Regions from separate parts of the Mus musculus genome. Here regions 2, 3, 4 and 5 are each linked to region 1. Evidence: chromatin contacts called from public HiChIP or PLAC-seq and Micro-C data. All regions are on one chromosome and are shown on one strand. The core of a region is the stretch at or near the end of the contact, and the rest is flanking DNA. Distances in the headings are between cores, read along the strand shown. Region 1 holds the start of Dock5 (dedicator of cytokinesis 5). Region 2 holds the start of Nefl (neurofilament, light polypeptide). Region 3 overlaps Gm31107 (a long non-coding RNA gene). Region 4 holds the start of Nefm (neurofilament, medium polypeptide). Region 5 overlaps Dock5 (dedicator of cytokinesis 5).

Region 1 (2,700 bases), core at 127-2,626:
ACTTTTTTCTTTCTTTTTTTAGAGTGTTTCCTTAGCCATTTTTAATTTCTTCTTTTGAGAACTGCTTAGTACAGTAGCTCAGTTTGTAGTTTGGTTGATTGCTTCCCTATTGCTTAGAATTTTTGGTGATTTTATTTTTCTAAATATTCAGTATTAAGTATACAATGAACATGTAACTTTAAATCACAAAGGAGATAAATGACACATTATGTAATCATACTCAACTTTAAGATCTCAACTATCAAGAATAAAAACTGGCATTAAAAAAAAAGAGATGCGACTGAACCACTTTAAGAAAGATGGCTGAAGCACGGTCATAAGTACCTATTGTTTCTTTCAACCAGGACTTTAAGTTCAGAACTTACTTTCTCAGGAGGAAAACCAAGACTAATATATATATATATATATTCAGGCATGGTTTGCAAAAAGTCATCAGAGTTCACTCATCTCTAATCAAGCATTACTGTCTATTACTGTGTGTTTTAATTACATGTTCTGTTCTTGTCAGGTTCCAAACCGGCAAGAAAGCCTCCACAGACTCCAAGAACAACACAATTTCCCGCAAGAGGTATTTTTCAGATGGCGAAGCTAACTGGTTGGCTGGTTAGTCTGAAATTTTACTTCTAAGTGTGAGGTGTCCTTACTACTAAGTAGCTTTTTCATTCTGGAGGTCTCTCCAAGATGGAAGCGCGTCTCCCCGCCGGCAGAGGGCGCCAAGCGCACCCCTGTGTAGTTTAACGCACAACTGCCTTTTGGAGTCCTCAGTCCCAGGCTGAAAAAGGACAGTGGTGGGAGTTGGGGGGTGGGGTGGTGGTGGTGGTGGTAGATGTTCTGGGGTCCTCCCCACAAGGATGCCTTCTGGGCAGGGGGTCAGTTGGAAAGGGGAACCTTTTGGAGCGAACTTCTTCCCTTAGTGTGAAAGTTTGTGTTGCTGCAACTGAGGAGAAATAAATCCCTGAGTTTGGGGTTTCCGGATTAGCGCTTTGTCAACAGTGTCCTAACGGAGGGTCTTCTAGATTGGATACGTCTACTTCTGAAGCGCCCGTGTCCCTTGCACCAGTTCTCTGCGGACCTTGAAGCTCGGCTTCCGGCTCTCTCGGGGCTGCAGCAGACGCTCCCGGAGGCGAAGGCGGGAGCTCACGGCTCATTCATTCAACAAATATTTACTGAGCGTCCGGAGGCGACCGGTGACTCTCACCAGCTCCTCCTCCGCGCTCGGCGGCGCAGCAGCCCGGGAGCGCTGGGCAATCGCAGAGCCGACGCTGGGAGGACCGGGCGGGCGGCTCCGGGCTGCGGCTCCAGCCGGGCGAGGCGGAGCCGGCGGGGGAGGCGGGCGGCCCCGGGGCGCAGAGGGCGCGGCCAGCGGGAGGAGCCCGGGCGGCGCCGGGGAGGGCGCGCGGGGCTGCACGGCCGCCGGTCCCAGCAGGTGACCGCGGGCGAGCGGGCGTGCGTGCGGGGCCCCGGGCGCGAGCGAGGCGGGACGGCGTAGACGCGGCCGGCGCGCCAAAGTCGTCCAAGTTTTGCCGGAACATGGCGGAGGAGTCCGGCCGGCGCAGCAGCGCTCCGAGCACGAGTGTCTGTAGCCGCTAGCGCCGCGGGGCGAGGTCGTCGCCATGGCCCGTTGGATCCCTACCAAGAGGCAGAAGTATGGGGTTGGTGAGTGCTTGCCCCGCCCCACCCTCGCCCGAGCGCCCGGGAGTCCACTTTGGCCCCGCGGAGCTCGCGCACACTCGGCCACTCGGTCCCGCTGCTGCACCCCGGGAGTCTAGCCCGCTCTGGTGTAAAAGTGCTTTTAGGCTTGGGGACTCTGATCCTCCCCTATCCGAACCCCAACTCTAGTGGCGCACACTGTGGGAACGCGCCAGGTCCCCACTGCCGTTGGTGGCCAGCGAGGGCCGCACGTGGGACGGTGCGCTTTGCGAGTGCCCTTCCCCAGATCCCACTTGGAAGCTCCAGAGTCCCTTTCCCTCTCTCCCTCCCTCCCTGGGACTGCAGTCCGGATCGCAGTCAAAGACAAAATGGGAAGCCGAAGTTGCCAGTAGAGGTGATGGAAGAGGCAGGAAGTGTGAGGCGTGGGAAGGAGGGCAAGGGGGTCCTGGGGCTGTTTGTGAGGACACCCATCTGACCTACTGGCGTGGTTGGAGAGGTGTGACACAGCTTCCCCCCAGGGGCAGGAAGAGGGTAGGTTCCGCGCAAGCGGGTGGCGTTTGTGTTCGCAGTACCCTAGCGCTCCGTCATTGCTGAACTCTGGCCTCTAGGTTTGGATCTGAAACCTTGGCGTTGAGGGGTTGGACCCAGGTGGAAAAACTTTCCACTTTCACTTTTCATTGAGCCAGGTCAGGGAGGAAGCACTCACCTTTAGCCGGACGATTGCCAGGAGAATTAGACTTTAAATGGAGCCTCTGGAATAAACAAGTGTGTTGTGTGGGAATTTTATCACTTTCTCTCAGGTCCACTCACTTGGCGCGTTTGAAATGCAACCCCTTACTTCACTCCTGTCAGCGCACCTCTTTTCCTTCAAGTCCTGGACCCACAGGAACACTGCCTGAAATTATCAGTCTGCCGTGACAGACATGAAGTCCTATGTGCCTATGTAACCGGGACTCAGACACCGCCTTCAGTCTTTAGTATATTATAATGTGATGCAGATTGAAAGCCTGCATATGTACATTTGCAAATATGTATATATACACACACACA
Region 2 (2,700 bases), core at 185-2,684, 150 kb before region 1:
TTACTTGGCAACGCCCAACTCCGACTCCCTCCGCCCCTTCCTCCCAACTCACCCCTAACAACCCTGATTCAACCAGAACAAGCAATCCCCAGGCAGCAGTCGCGCCCCGCCCCCTCCAAATGCCCCATCCTTTCCACAACCTCTCGGAAGCCAAGCCCTCTGATAGCTGCTCTGTGCTCTAGAACCCCCTAGCGTTCACTCTCTGGGTACACCCTGACTCCCCCCCCCCCCGCCGCCGCCCCTACCGTGGACCTCCCCACCCCCACTGAGCTTAAACCGTACTATACCTGCATGGCGCTAATGTCTGCATTCTGCTTGTCCTCTAGCTCCTGCAGCTGCTTCTCCAGAGCTTCGTTCATACCCCGGCAGGCTTCGATCTCCAGGGTCTTAGCCTTGAGCAGGCGGCGGCTTTCCGACACCTCGTCCTTGGCAGCGCGCACAGCGTCGGTGTTCTTGGCGGCGCTCTCGGTTAGCACGGTGAAGCGGCTCTTGAACCACTCTTCGGCGTTCTGCATGTTCTTGGCGGCCAGCTTCTCGTACTGAGCGCGGATGTCCTTGAGAGCGGCGGAGAGGTCGGGCTTGGAGGACACGTCCATCTCCACGGAGATCTGAGCATACTGGATCTGAGCCTGCAGCTCGGCGATCTCTTCCTCGTGCACCTTCTTCAGGAAAGCTATCTCGTCCATCAGGCTGTCGATGCGCTTCTCCAGCTCGGCGCGGGCGAGCGCGGCCTCATCCGCACCTTTGCGCGCTTCCATCAGCCGGCCCTCGGCGTCCTCGCGGCTCAGCACTTCTTCCTCATAGCGAGCCTGCAGGTTGCGCAGAGTCTCCTCCAGCCCCTCGCGCTCGCCCTGCAGCGCCTGCTTCTCGTTAGTGGCGTCTTCCGCTGCCAGCCGCAGATCGCGGATCTCCTGCTCGTACAGGGCGCGGAAGCGGGAAGGCTCAGAGTGTTTCTGGCGCAGCACCAACAGCTCGGCTTCCAGGACCTTGTTCTGCTGCTCCAGCTCGTGCACGCGCTCGATGAAGCTGGCGAAGCGATCGTTGAGGTCCTGCAGCTGTGCCTTCTCTTGTGTGCGGATAGACTTGAGGTCGTTGCTGATGGCGGCTACCTGGCTCAGATCGAGATTCTCCAGGCTGGGCATCAAAGAGCCAGAGCTGGACGAGTAGCTGCGGCGCACGGACAGCGAGGAGGAGACCGGCGCGGAGTAGCTGGAGTACGCGGAGCGCGCCGTGCTGTAGCCGCTGCGCACGCTGGAGATGTGCACCCGGGGCGTCTCCACATAGCGCCGCTTGTAGGAGGTCGAAAAGTACGGATCGTAGCCGAACGAACTCATGGTGGCGGCCGGTGCGCCCCTCAGGCCCGGGGCGGAGATGGGGGACCTAGAGAGAAGAACGGGGGAGAAGAGGGAAAGGGGAGGATGGATGGCTGTGTGCGGCTCGGCGCGGTCCTGCCACCTCTATTTATACGCCGGGACTCTGACGCAGACTGTGATCGATCGCCGTGCGCAGGCCAGTGGGGGCAGCGCGTTGCTGCAGCCAAGGGGAGGATTCTGCGCAAAAGCAAAGGCGGGGGCGAACGACAGAAGGCTAGCGAGCTGCGGCTCCAGCCTGGCCGCTTTTCTATGAGGACCCCTACTTTCTCTGAGACCCCCATAACTTCCCTGCTTATTCTTTTCCTTTCCTATTCCCCCGTCCCATCCTGCCTCTTAATACCTAAAGCCCACATCACTAGGACTCTTAAATGTTCCAAATAAAAAGGTTCGCGATCCCTACTGACACATCAACTTTTAACATCCAATGTCACAAAGACACCTTCACCCCACCCCACCCCACCCCACCCCACTCCCAGCTTTCCCTTTTTGCCTCAGGGACCCTCTCAAGCACCCTGATTCGTGTTTAAGCAGCACGTTTGGGTTGCTGACAATAGCTAATGTTCTTGCGGCATTACTGCAGGAAAAGTTTTGCATGTCTTTGTAGCTATTTTCTGACGTTTTCTTAAATTCGCCCCACTTTCTCCTGCCTCCTTTTATTTTTATTTCTATTTCTTTCCGTATTACTCTTCTTCTCAATACATAGGGAAATTGCACCACTACACACCATTGGAACCGCAGGACAGCGGGTGTTCATTTTGGCATTTTAAAACCTTTACAGCAGTTAATTTGTCTGACACCTTTCATAGAATTTCCCCTTTCTTTGTGAGAAATGTAGTCGGGAATGCTTAGGAGGGGTTGGAACCAGCCAGGTAAAGATTTGCAAGGCAAAAGACGGGCGCGCTCGGCCGCGGGAGAACTTCAGGGTGCCTTTATCCTCACTGAGCTATTCATACTTCCAACGCCTCAAAAGCCTCTTCTCCTCTTTTTAACACCTGTGTGGTACCCCAACCTGATGGTTTCAACAAGCCATGAAGGTAGATGGGGAGAGAGAGAGAGAGAGAGAGAGAGAGAGAGAGAGAGAGAGAGAGACTGCTGCAAAGGGCTACCCGCTCTGGGTGTGGTCTTCAGGAAGAGAACGCTGCATGGAGCCTGCTGAAATTCACAGATAATAGATACACTTAGGAACCTATGGGCTTCCTTCAGGGAGCACCCAGATACCAGAGTGGGCACGCCAAACGCACGTGGGTGCAACATTTTCATACTCGCGTTGTGAGCGCCTGCAGTTCCGAAGAGATACTGCAGATTTGTAAGAAATAACTAAAACCTT
Region 3 (2,700 bases), core at 2-2,501, 130 kb before region 1:
TTCCAGAAACACCTACTCTCTCTCAAAAAGCAGAGTTCCTGGAAGAGCACCCAGCAAAACAAAGCTGTCATTTGTAGAAGCCTAGGTGTTCTGTTTACACAGTAAGGGAGAGAGCCACCTAGCTTCTCTCGGAAGGCTCACCAGCTTGGCTGTTACTATATCGGATTTTAGGAGGATTTTATAACAATGTAAAAGATACAGGTCAAAGTTCTGTCTTTTTCTGGTACTGCTAATATGGATCAGACTTCACGATGCTTCTAATTAATTTTGATGTAAAAATAATCTTCTCATTGGGGAGTTAGTTAATTTATGTGTCAATTTTGGGGGCATACTGCCTTAGCAAAAACAAACAAACAAATAAACAAAACAAAATATACTTTCTCCATAATTTACAAAATCCACTGGGAGCCCTTGTGAGATGTACTCTTTACTATTTACATCTCAGGCTTGGTTTTATTTCAATACATGAAATGTTTGAAGGGAAAGGCAGAGGGCAGTTAAGCCTGTGACACTAATGAGTCCTTTTGCCTTGGAGATTTTTCTCCTTCCTAGCCACCTGTACGCCACCTTCTAAACCTCCTTTCTTACACTGTGAATAGGGACTTAGACACCAAGAGCACAGTACTACAAAAGCCATTGTTTATCCAGCAATAGCCATATGTTTTGTTCAATATCTATAGTGGATACTAATTTATAAGAGACTGCTTTCAGTCACTTACTGAGTCTGCAAATGACTATCAGAACACATGCATTACTCTGGGGCAAAAGTGTGGACTAGCACATAATTTAAGATTGCAGCTACACATTAGCTTGGGTTGTAAATGTTGATTCATAGGAACTCCAAGACAAGTAAGGTTGATTGTTACATTGTTCTCTTAAAGACAGATTAAACAGGTGGGCTCAGTGGGAGATCAGTTCTAAGTCTTAAGTGGCCATAAGGTGTATCACTAACCCTGGCTGCAGGGCTGGAGAGATGACACAGGGGTCCTGAGTTCAATTCCCAGCGACTACATGGTTGCTTACTAACCCTGGCTGCAGATCCAGAAAAAGTTCTCGTCTCTTAGGACCTGAGGGACATCTCCATAATATCACATCACATCACCGTGGCTTGTTTTTATTCTTGGATCTGCTCGAATGGTTCAGTTCCGTATTTAATCTGTAGAACCATTTGAGGACAAAGGGAGGGCTGAACTGGAGATGCCGAGAGGAAACTGCCTGTGACTGGTCTGACTTGAACTGTTGGGAGGAGGTGAACTTGTGGTGCGGGTGGCCCCACCCATGCTTGGAATGAATTCAGATGAGAGATGGGAAGGGGGAGACCATGAGAAAGCCTGTTCCCCCTCACTTCACAGCAAAGTGTCTACGACACAGATCAAGTCTCACACTCACTCACGGGCTTGTCTGTAGGGCAACAACAACAAACCAAAGAAACAAAACGATCCCACCCAAGTCTAGCTTGGTAAATCAAAGGAGTTTAATTAGGATTATTTACTGTAGAGCAGGCAGCTTTTGAGCGGCCATACCACTGACGAAAATGTCTTCCTCACTCCCAGAATTGCCTATAAATCCTCAGAGAAATGCGGCCTCATGAGATTCCACCCTTACGGAACAATAGTGGACCTGGTCTTGTGCAGTTCTCCTGGAGGTAGTCACAGCTGCAGGCAATGTGAAAAAAACAAACCAAAGCAAGCCAAACAAACAAAAGAAAAGCCATGCCCTGTTCAGGGGACAGTGTTCCACAAAGATCATGATGCACTCTGCAGCTGTTGTGATGGACTGAAGGCTACAGTTTCGTCTCTGGAATAAGGGCTGCCATAGGGTGAGCAGACACAATGAACTTGGCACTAGGCTGTCCTAACAAGTACGTTGACCTACTCCATTGTAAGAGCCAGGAAAGAGATGTTTGGGATATTTAGTACTTTTCTGCCCAAGGCACAGCAGGGTCCTTTAAACCCATTCTCCTCGGCCTTTCTATCAGAAGGGTCTTGCAGATCAACACATCGGCCACAACAGCCAAATTCTGTTGATAAGCGCTGAAGAGCACATGCCTGATTCTATCCTGAGTTATATGTTTCTGTCATGTCTTTCTCACAGGATTTCACTGAGACTGTGGTCTGTCGCAGGCAACGAGCAGAGGAATGGAGGCACTTCATAACCTGCTTTCTCCTTTCATTTATTTATTGAAAGCCTACTGTGTGCCAGGTCCTGCACCAGGCATTTAACGTGAAGACGCTCTTGCCCTTGAAGGGTTTACAATCAAAATAAAGGAAACTGTAAAAGGATGCCAGCCTTTCAGGTGGCAGGTGCAGTGGTAGCCTTGACAGTGGAATTGTTACCCAGATTGAGGGTGGGCATGAGAGGAGCAGGGGAGGCATCTAAGGTCCTAACAGCCGGCATCCACCAAGTGCCTACTTCCCAATTTGGTAAAAATTCTCCTATGAATTATTCAGGTGCTGGGGACTTGCCCGAGCAGTTGACAGGGTCAGAGAGTCAGAGAGGGAGGTGAGTCAGGCGTAGTGGTCAGGGGAATCTTGCAGCTCTGACTGACTAGCAGTCAGGTTGCTTCTTTATTTATCCAGGTTCCACAGAACACAGACAGACTCGTCATTATCCAAGAAGTATAGATTATACCATTTTGTCTCTGGACATGTGTTTGATTTTTCATCATATGTGTGGGGTTACATGTTCAGTCACTGTTAG
Region 4 (2,700 bases), core at 43-2,542, 190 kb before region 1:
GGTTGCGTTTTTAAATGGGGGCAGAGGGACCACCTGGCTTATTCAAGACTGAGATGAGGCTGTCCAGTTACCTTTCAATTAATTTAAAACTAATTCAGTTGCCCTGTCGGTTGTAACAGTACACGTAAGTAGTACCCAGACAGAAAGATGACTATGCAGTTTTCAAACTTAACATACACACTATCTCCCTGGGTTTTTTTTTTTTTTTCATCTCGGATTTCCCCTTCCCGGTGAGTAGTTGACCTTCAAATTTCAGGCCTTGTGTCTCCTCCTTCCCTAACATCCCTCACTTATTGGTAAAGTCAAACTGGGTTTCAAGTCTCTATTTTCCTTAACTGAGTTGAATGGCTTTTAGTTGATTTCAAAATCTGCAGTCTGTTCATTGTGCCAACTCTGCACTGTCTTAGTGTGGGATTTCCAGCTTGTTCCCTACAAACAAACAGCCCCTACAAACAGGTTTAATAGTATTCACTGGAGGAGATGAGCCAGAAGTGACCCTCCTCTGGACTCTGGTAGGCTGCGAACCCAGCAGAATCCCATGGGCACGCCTGGGCGCTGTCCTTGGTGCTGCCGGATCCTTGGGCGTCACAGCGCCTTACCTGCTGGAAGCTGCAGTCGTCCCCCAACAGTTAAGCAGACTGGAGTGCCACTTTCCACTTTTAACACAAATGACTACCCCGGCCTGTCTTCTTTGTCCCCTTTCCGGAGGTTTCCGGCGGGCCATTCCTCAAAAACTCTCTCTTTTTTTTCTTCTGCATAACTCTCAGCTCATCTCTTGCTGCTTTAAGACGAGGAGTGGGGGGGGGGGGAGACAAGAAAGACAAGGATGGATGGGGGAACAAAAAGAGAGTTGGGGGTTAAGGGGTGAAAGTCGAGGCTGCAAAGAAAAAAAGTCCCAGGGGAAAGGGCTTCAAGGGAAATGCCGGATGAAGAAAAAAAAAAAAAAGTAGAGGGAGAAGGGCCTCGTGGAGAGGTGGGAGGGGTGTGTGTGATAAAGAACAGCGGACCCTACGGCCAAAAGTAAGGAAGAAAGAGACTAAGAGGTAGGGGGCCAGACGAAAGTCAGGAAGCCAGAGAAGAGCTGCTCAGAGGGCCGAGAGTGGCGAGACAAAGAAAGGGCGCTGGGAAAGGGCACTTGCGCCAAAGCTGTGAACTGCAAACTGCTGGTGAAAAAGCAGAGAAGGGCAAGCTACCGGGTGACAAGAGGTCTGGAACTCAAGGGGACGCTAGGAAAAGGCCGGCCCGGCGACACCCAAGTGTGGGGTCCAGTGTGGTGCGGGCCCACGTGGAGCGGCCGCTGAATCACCGCAAGGCTTGTCTCCCCCTTCCCCCCACCCCCGGCCCGGTACCCGCAGTCCCCGCCTCCTCGGCCGCCGCCTCCACGGGGCGGGGCCCTGGCCCGGGACCAGCTGCTCCGCTATAAAGGGGCTGCGGCGAGGCCGGCAGAACGCTGTGACAGCCACACACCCCAAGGCCTCCAAGATGAGCTACACGCTGGACTCGCTGGGCAACCCGTCCGCCTACCGGCGGGTCACCGAGACCCGCTCCAGCTTCAGCCGCGTGAGCGGTTCCCCGTCCAGCGGCTTCCGCTCGCAGTCCTGGTCCCGCGGCTCGCCCAGCACCGTGTCCTCCTCCTACAAGCGCAGCGCGCTCGCCCCGCGTCTCGCCTACAGCTCGGCTATGCTCAGCTCGGCCGAGAGCAGCCTCGACTTCAGCCAGTCCTCGTCGCTGCTCAACGGCGGCTCCGGCGGCGACTACAAACTGTCCCGCTCTAACGAGAAAGAGCAGCTGCAGGGGCTGAACGACCGCTTCGCCGGCTACATCGAGAAAGTGCACTACTTGGAACAACAGAACAAGGAGATCGAAGCAGAGATCCAGGCACTGCGGCAGAAGCAGGCCTCGCACGCCCAGCTGGGTGATGCTTACGACCAGGAGATCCGAGAGCTGCGCGCCACCCTCGAGATGGTGAACCACGAGAAGGCTCAAGTGCAGCTGGACTCCGATCACTTGGAGGAAGACATCCACCGGCTCAAGGAGCGCTTCGAGGAGGAGGCGCGGCTGCGGGACGACACCGAGGCTGCCATTCGCGCGCTGCGCAAAGACATCGAAGAGTCGTCGATGGTTAAGGTGGAGCTGGACAAGAAGGTGCAGTCGCTGCAGGATGAGGTGGCTTTCCTGCGGAGCAATCACGAAGAGGAGGTGGCCGACCTGCTGGCTCAGATCCAGGCGTCGCACATCACGGTAGAGCGCAAAGATTACCTGAAGACAGACATCTCCACGGCGCTGAAGGAGATCCGCTCCCAGCTCGAGTGTCACTCAGACCAGAACATGCACCAGGCCGAAGAGTGGTTCAAATGCCGCTACGCCAAGCTCACCGAGGCGGCCGAGCAGAACAAGGAGGCCATTCGCTCTGCCAAGGAAGAGATCGCCGAGTACCGGCGCCAGCTGCAGTCCAAGAGCATCGAGCTCGAGTCGGTGCGAGGCACTAAGGAGTCCCTGGAGCGGCAGCTCAGCGACATCGAGGAGCGCCACAACCACGACCTCAGCAGCTACCAGGTAGGAACCGCGGCTGCGCGGCCGGCCTGCGCCAGCGCCAGCGCCGCGCGCCCCCGACACGACACTCGAGAGCGCGCCCAGAGGCCCTCTTGGTCGCGCTCCCTGGTGGCCGCATTCCAGTGCGCGCACGAGCTTCGCAGACGC
Region 5 (2,700 bases), core at 44-2,543, 170 kb after region 1:
ATGCTCTTCTCTGTGTTTATTCATATGGCTGTCCCCTAACGTGGCTCTTTAAAACAAGGGAAAACATTTAAGGGTCTGCTCTTCGGGGACGGAAAGATTAAAGTATGTTATTAAATTACAAAGTCGAAGTAAAGAAGTTTGTTTAGCAAATGAATTAATGAGTGAGTAGGAGATGCAAGATAAGTATGTAATTCAGATGGAAACTTTATCAACTGAAAAATACCCCAAGAAAATATTTAGTCATATGCAGTATTAGGTAGGTAGGTAGGTAGGTAGGTAGGTAGGTAGGTAGGTAGGTAGGTAGGTAGGCAGGCAGGCAGGCAGGCAGGCAGGCAGGCAGGCAGACAGACAGACAGACAGACAGACAGACAGGTAGGCAGACAGGCAAGCAAGTAGGCAATCGGGCAGACAGACAAACTGACAGATATTGCTGATATATGATAAAATGATAGAGAGTTGATAGATAGATGCTTAGGTAGAACCTTTTAGAAGGGAAGTTACCTTGAAATGAGATAAAGAACTTTCATACAATTGTTATGGCTAATGCCTACAATCCCAACACTCAAAAAGCTGAGACAGGAGGATGTCTCAAATTTCAGGACTACCTTCAGCTATTGTCTTATTCCCTATTCTATTGCTGTGAAAAGATACCTTGGCCAAGGCAAATCTTACAGTAGAAAGCCTTTAATTGAGGGCCTGTTTACAGTTTCAGAGGGTTAGTCCATTGTGGCAGGGTTGTGGGAGGAGCTTGGTGGCACTCACTGTGGGAACAGTAGCTGAGAATTCCATCCTGATCCACAGGAAGAAAGAGGGAGACCAGAGGCAGACTGGGCTGGGTGTGGGCTTTTAAAGCCTTCAAGCCCACTCCCAGTGCCACTCCTTGATGAATAAGCCATTTTTATGCAAACCACCACAACTGATAGAATGATACGCTGACTAACAGCAACAACAAAGCAGAGACCTCCAAAGAGGAACTTGGAGTCTTAAGGAACTCAGTGTGACCTCAAGCAGACCTCCCTAGAGTTTGTCCTGCCTGCAGTCCTCTAAGCCAGTGACAATACTTAATTCTGGACTGGCTGAAAGAGAGATCTAGCGTTTTTTAAAATCTTAAAGTGATCTACTCAGTGTACTATCTAATACAGGGAGTAACTCTTAATTGCATCCTAATTCAGTCAAGCCACCCATTTAAAAAATTGTAAGAAAATTGGGAAGTTAATTTGAAGATTGTTGCATGAGATTAGGGCATGATGGGGTTGTGGTTATGACCGCGTCTTGTAGAAATGCCCTCTGGAACTATGGTAGGTATGGCACCAGGCAGCCCCTCCCAAGTCATGTAGGGAAGGGTGAGGGCTGTAACTGGGTATGTAGACTAAACAAGACCTGCTCTAAGACGGTCATTTTTGATGATGTGGGACCTGAACATGCGCTTATTATATTATCCATTTTTTTTTTTGCATTGAAACTCAACAAAAACTTTGCCCAATCCAGTTCCAAACCCTTGGACTTGAGTGATCCTCCTGCCTCAGCTTACTAAGTTCCTGGGATATAAGACATAAGACATCATCCTCAGCTGCAGTTATTTTCATTTATGTAATAATAAGTGAAACCAAATTTTATACTTTTTGGATTTTCTTTTTTTCATTAATTATCCATTTATATCTTAAGTTTTTTAAAAATGAGGCTACTCTTTCTATTTTGACTGCCAAAAATGTCTGTCCTTACCTATAATATGCTTGTTACATATCCAACTCTCTCCTCTACGTGTAGTGTTTGATCATGATTCCTGATGGATTAGTTTTCATTATGGGACTTGGAAATCTACTGTTATACCTAGTGGACATTTTTCAAACATTTTGCAGATAACAAATCTAAGACATTGTGCCCAGATTGCCCACTCTTTTACTCTATGGGTTCTGTCCTTATCTCGTCCCTGGGAAGAATAAATACTGGTGGGACCTGAGGAGATGGTTTCCTCAGTAAAGCACCTACTACACAGACGTGAGGACCTGGATTTGGATTCATAGCACCCACATCAAGGCCAGATGGGACAGCACACATATAGAACCCCAGTGCTAGAGTTGAATGGTGATATGCAGATTCTGATAGCTCATTGGCCAGCCAGGCCAGCCAATCAGTGAGCTCTTGATTCCATAAGGATCTCGGTCTTGACAAATAAGGTGGAAAGAGGAAGACACTCCATGTTGACCTCTGACCTTCACATGCATGCTTTCATGCCTGCATGTGGCATGTACACACATGCACACATCCACAGGAGAACAAATATATAACACACGGGAGAGGGTAAATATTCACTAATATTTTCTCTCTTTCAGATGATAGTCTCATTTCTGGACATTTTACCCTGAGTTGTTTGTTTGGTTGTTAAGACTCTGGGAACCTGAGAAGTTGGGTGAAGATGGAGTTGAGGGTCTTGCTGGTGCTTTGGAGTGAAGGCTTATCATTCTGGGATTAATGTTTTGTGACTTTTGTCCTCCTTCCCGGCTGACAGGTCCATCCTGGAACCCCTGTTTGAACGCAGAGCTTCATCGGGTGCCAGAGTTGAAGATCTGCCACCCAAAGAAGACAGTGAGAACCGGATTAGCAAGTTCAAGAGGAAAGACTGGAATCTGAGCAAATCACAAGTCATTGCAGAGAAGGCTCCAGAACCTGATGTGATGGTAAAGGGAGGAGGGCAGGGAG

The links. A called contact is a pair of places that touch in the nucleus more often than the background predicts. HiChIP or PLAC-seq counts read pairs in DNA pulled down with a chosen protein or histone mark.
Region 2: an H3K4me3 HiChIP or PLAC-seq map of embryonic stem cells shows a contact between it and region 1, with 18 read pairs. The contact joins the promoter of Nefl here to the promoter of Dock5 in region 1. A contact is called at or near these places in 1 of 39 promoter capture datasets (embryonic stem cells), 2 of 484 Hi-C or Micro-C datasets (both in embryonic stem cells) and 3 of 115 datasets of contacts at active chromatin or transcription factors (embryonic stem cells and pancreatic cancer cells).
Region 3: a contact with region 1 is called in an H3K27ac HiChIP or PLAC-seq map of embryonic stem cells, with 5 read pairs. The contact joins the enhancer-like site here to the promoter of Dock5 in region 1. A contact is called at or near these places in 1 of 15 datasets of contacts at CTCF or cohesin (CD8 T cells), 6 of 484 Hi-C or Micro-C datasets (LSK cells, Th17 cells, embryonic stem cells and 2 more), 5 of 115 datasets of contacts at active chromatin or transcription factors (CD8 T cells, embryonic stem cells, memory CD8 T cells and 1 more) and 1 of 9 other capture datasets (embryonic stem cells).
Region 4: a contact with region 1 is called in a Micro-C map of embryonic stem cells, with 2.8 times the contacts expected there. The contact joins the promoter of Nefm here to the promoter of Dock5 in region 1. A contact is called at or near these places in 2 of 484 Hi-C or Micro-C datasets (embryonic stem cells and nephron progenitors) and 2 of 115 datasets of contacts at active chromatin or transcription factors (both in embryonic stem cells).
Region 5: a contact with region 1 is called in an H3K27ac HiChIP or PLAC-seq map of embryonic stem cells, with 15 read pairs. The contact joins the enhancer-like site here to the promoter of Dock5 in region 1. A contact is called at or near these places in 10 of 39 promoter capture datasets (the HPC-7 cell line, cancer-associated fibroblasts, embryonic stem cells and 3 more), 2 of 15 datasets of contacts at CTCF or cohesin (the NIH/3T3 cell line and embryonic stem cells), 11 of 484 Hi-C or Micro-C datasets (bone marrow-derived macrophages, embryonic stem cells, granulocyte-monocyte progenitors and 4 more), 23 of 115 datasets of contacts at active chromatin or transcription factors (acute myeloid leukemia, bone marrow-derived macrophages, a colorectal cancer cell line and 10 more) and 3 of 9 other capture datasets (adipose tissue, liver and pancreatic islet).

Annotation. Positions count from the first base shown.
Region 1 is chr14:67,932,248-67,934,947 of GRCm38.p6, reverse strand. It overlaps Dock5 (dedicator of cytokinesis 5), which reads left to right and starts at 1,376. Exons shown (of 52, transcript NM_177780.3): 1 at 1,376-1,656. The coding sequence starts at 1,614.
Region 2 is chr14:68,082,597-68,085,296 of GRCm38.p6, reverse strand. It overlaps Nefl (neurofilament, light polypeptide), which reads right to left and starts at 1,434. Exons shown (of 4, transcript NM_010910.2): 1 at 288-1,434. The coding sequence starts at 1,334.
Region 3 is chr14:68,065,217-68,067,916 of GRCm38.p6, reverse strand. All of the region lies in intron 1 of Gm31107 (a long non-coding RNA gene), which reads left to right. Among named protein-coding and RNA genes, the nearest start is that of Gm31107, 14 kb to the left of the region's middle. Within about 2 kb of position 1,251, at least 7 of the 459 cell types and tissues checked have an H3K27ac peak or open chromatin away from gene starts, as enhancers often do. A contact at or near this core is called in embryonic stem cells, where this site is marked.
Region 4 is chr14:68,123,596-68,126,295 of GRCm38.p6, reverse strand. It overlaps Nefm (neurofilament, medium polypeptide), which reads left to right and starts at 1,292. Exons shown (of 3, transcript NM_008691.2): 1 at 1,292-2,556. The coding sequence starts at 1,483. A230070E04Rik (RIKEN cDNA A230070E04 gene) reads right to left here and starts at 2,544. Exons shown (of 3, transcript NR_045897.1): 1 at 1,468-2,544; 2 at 600-778.
Region 5 is chr14:67,759,009-67,761,708 of GRCm38.p6, reverse strand. Dock5 (dedicator of cytokinesis 5) reads left to right here. Exons shown (of 52, transcript NM_177780.3): 49 at 2,510-2,678. Among named protein-coding and RNA genes, the nearest start is that of Gm52126, 9.4 kb to the right of the region's middle. Within about 2 kb of position 1,293, at least 54 of the 459 cell types and tissues checked have an H3K27ac peak or open chromatin away from gene starts, as enhancers often do. A contact at or near this core is called in the HPC-7 cell line, acute myeloid leukemia, bone marrow-derived macrophages and 3 more, where this site is marked.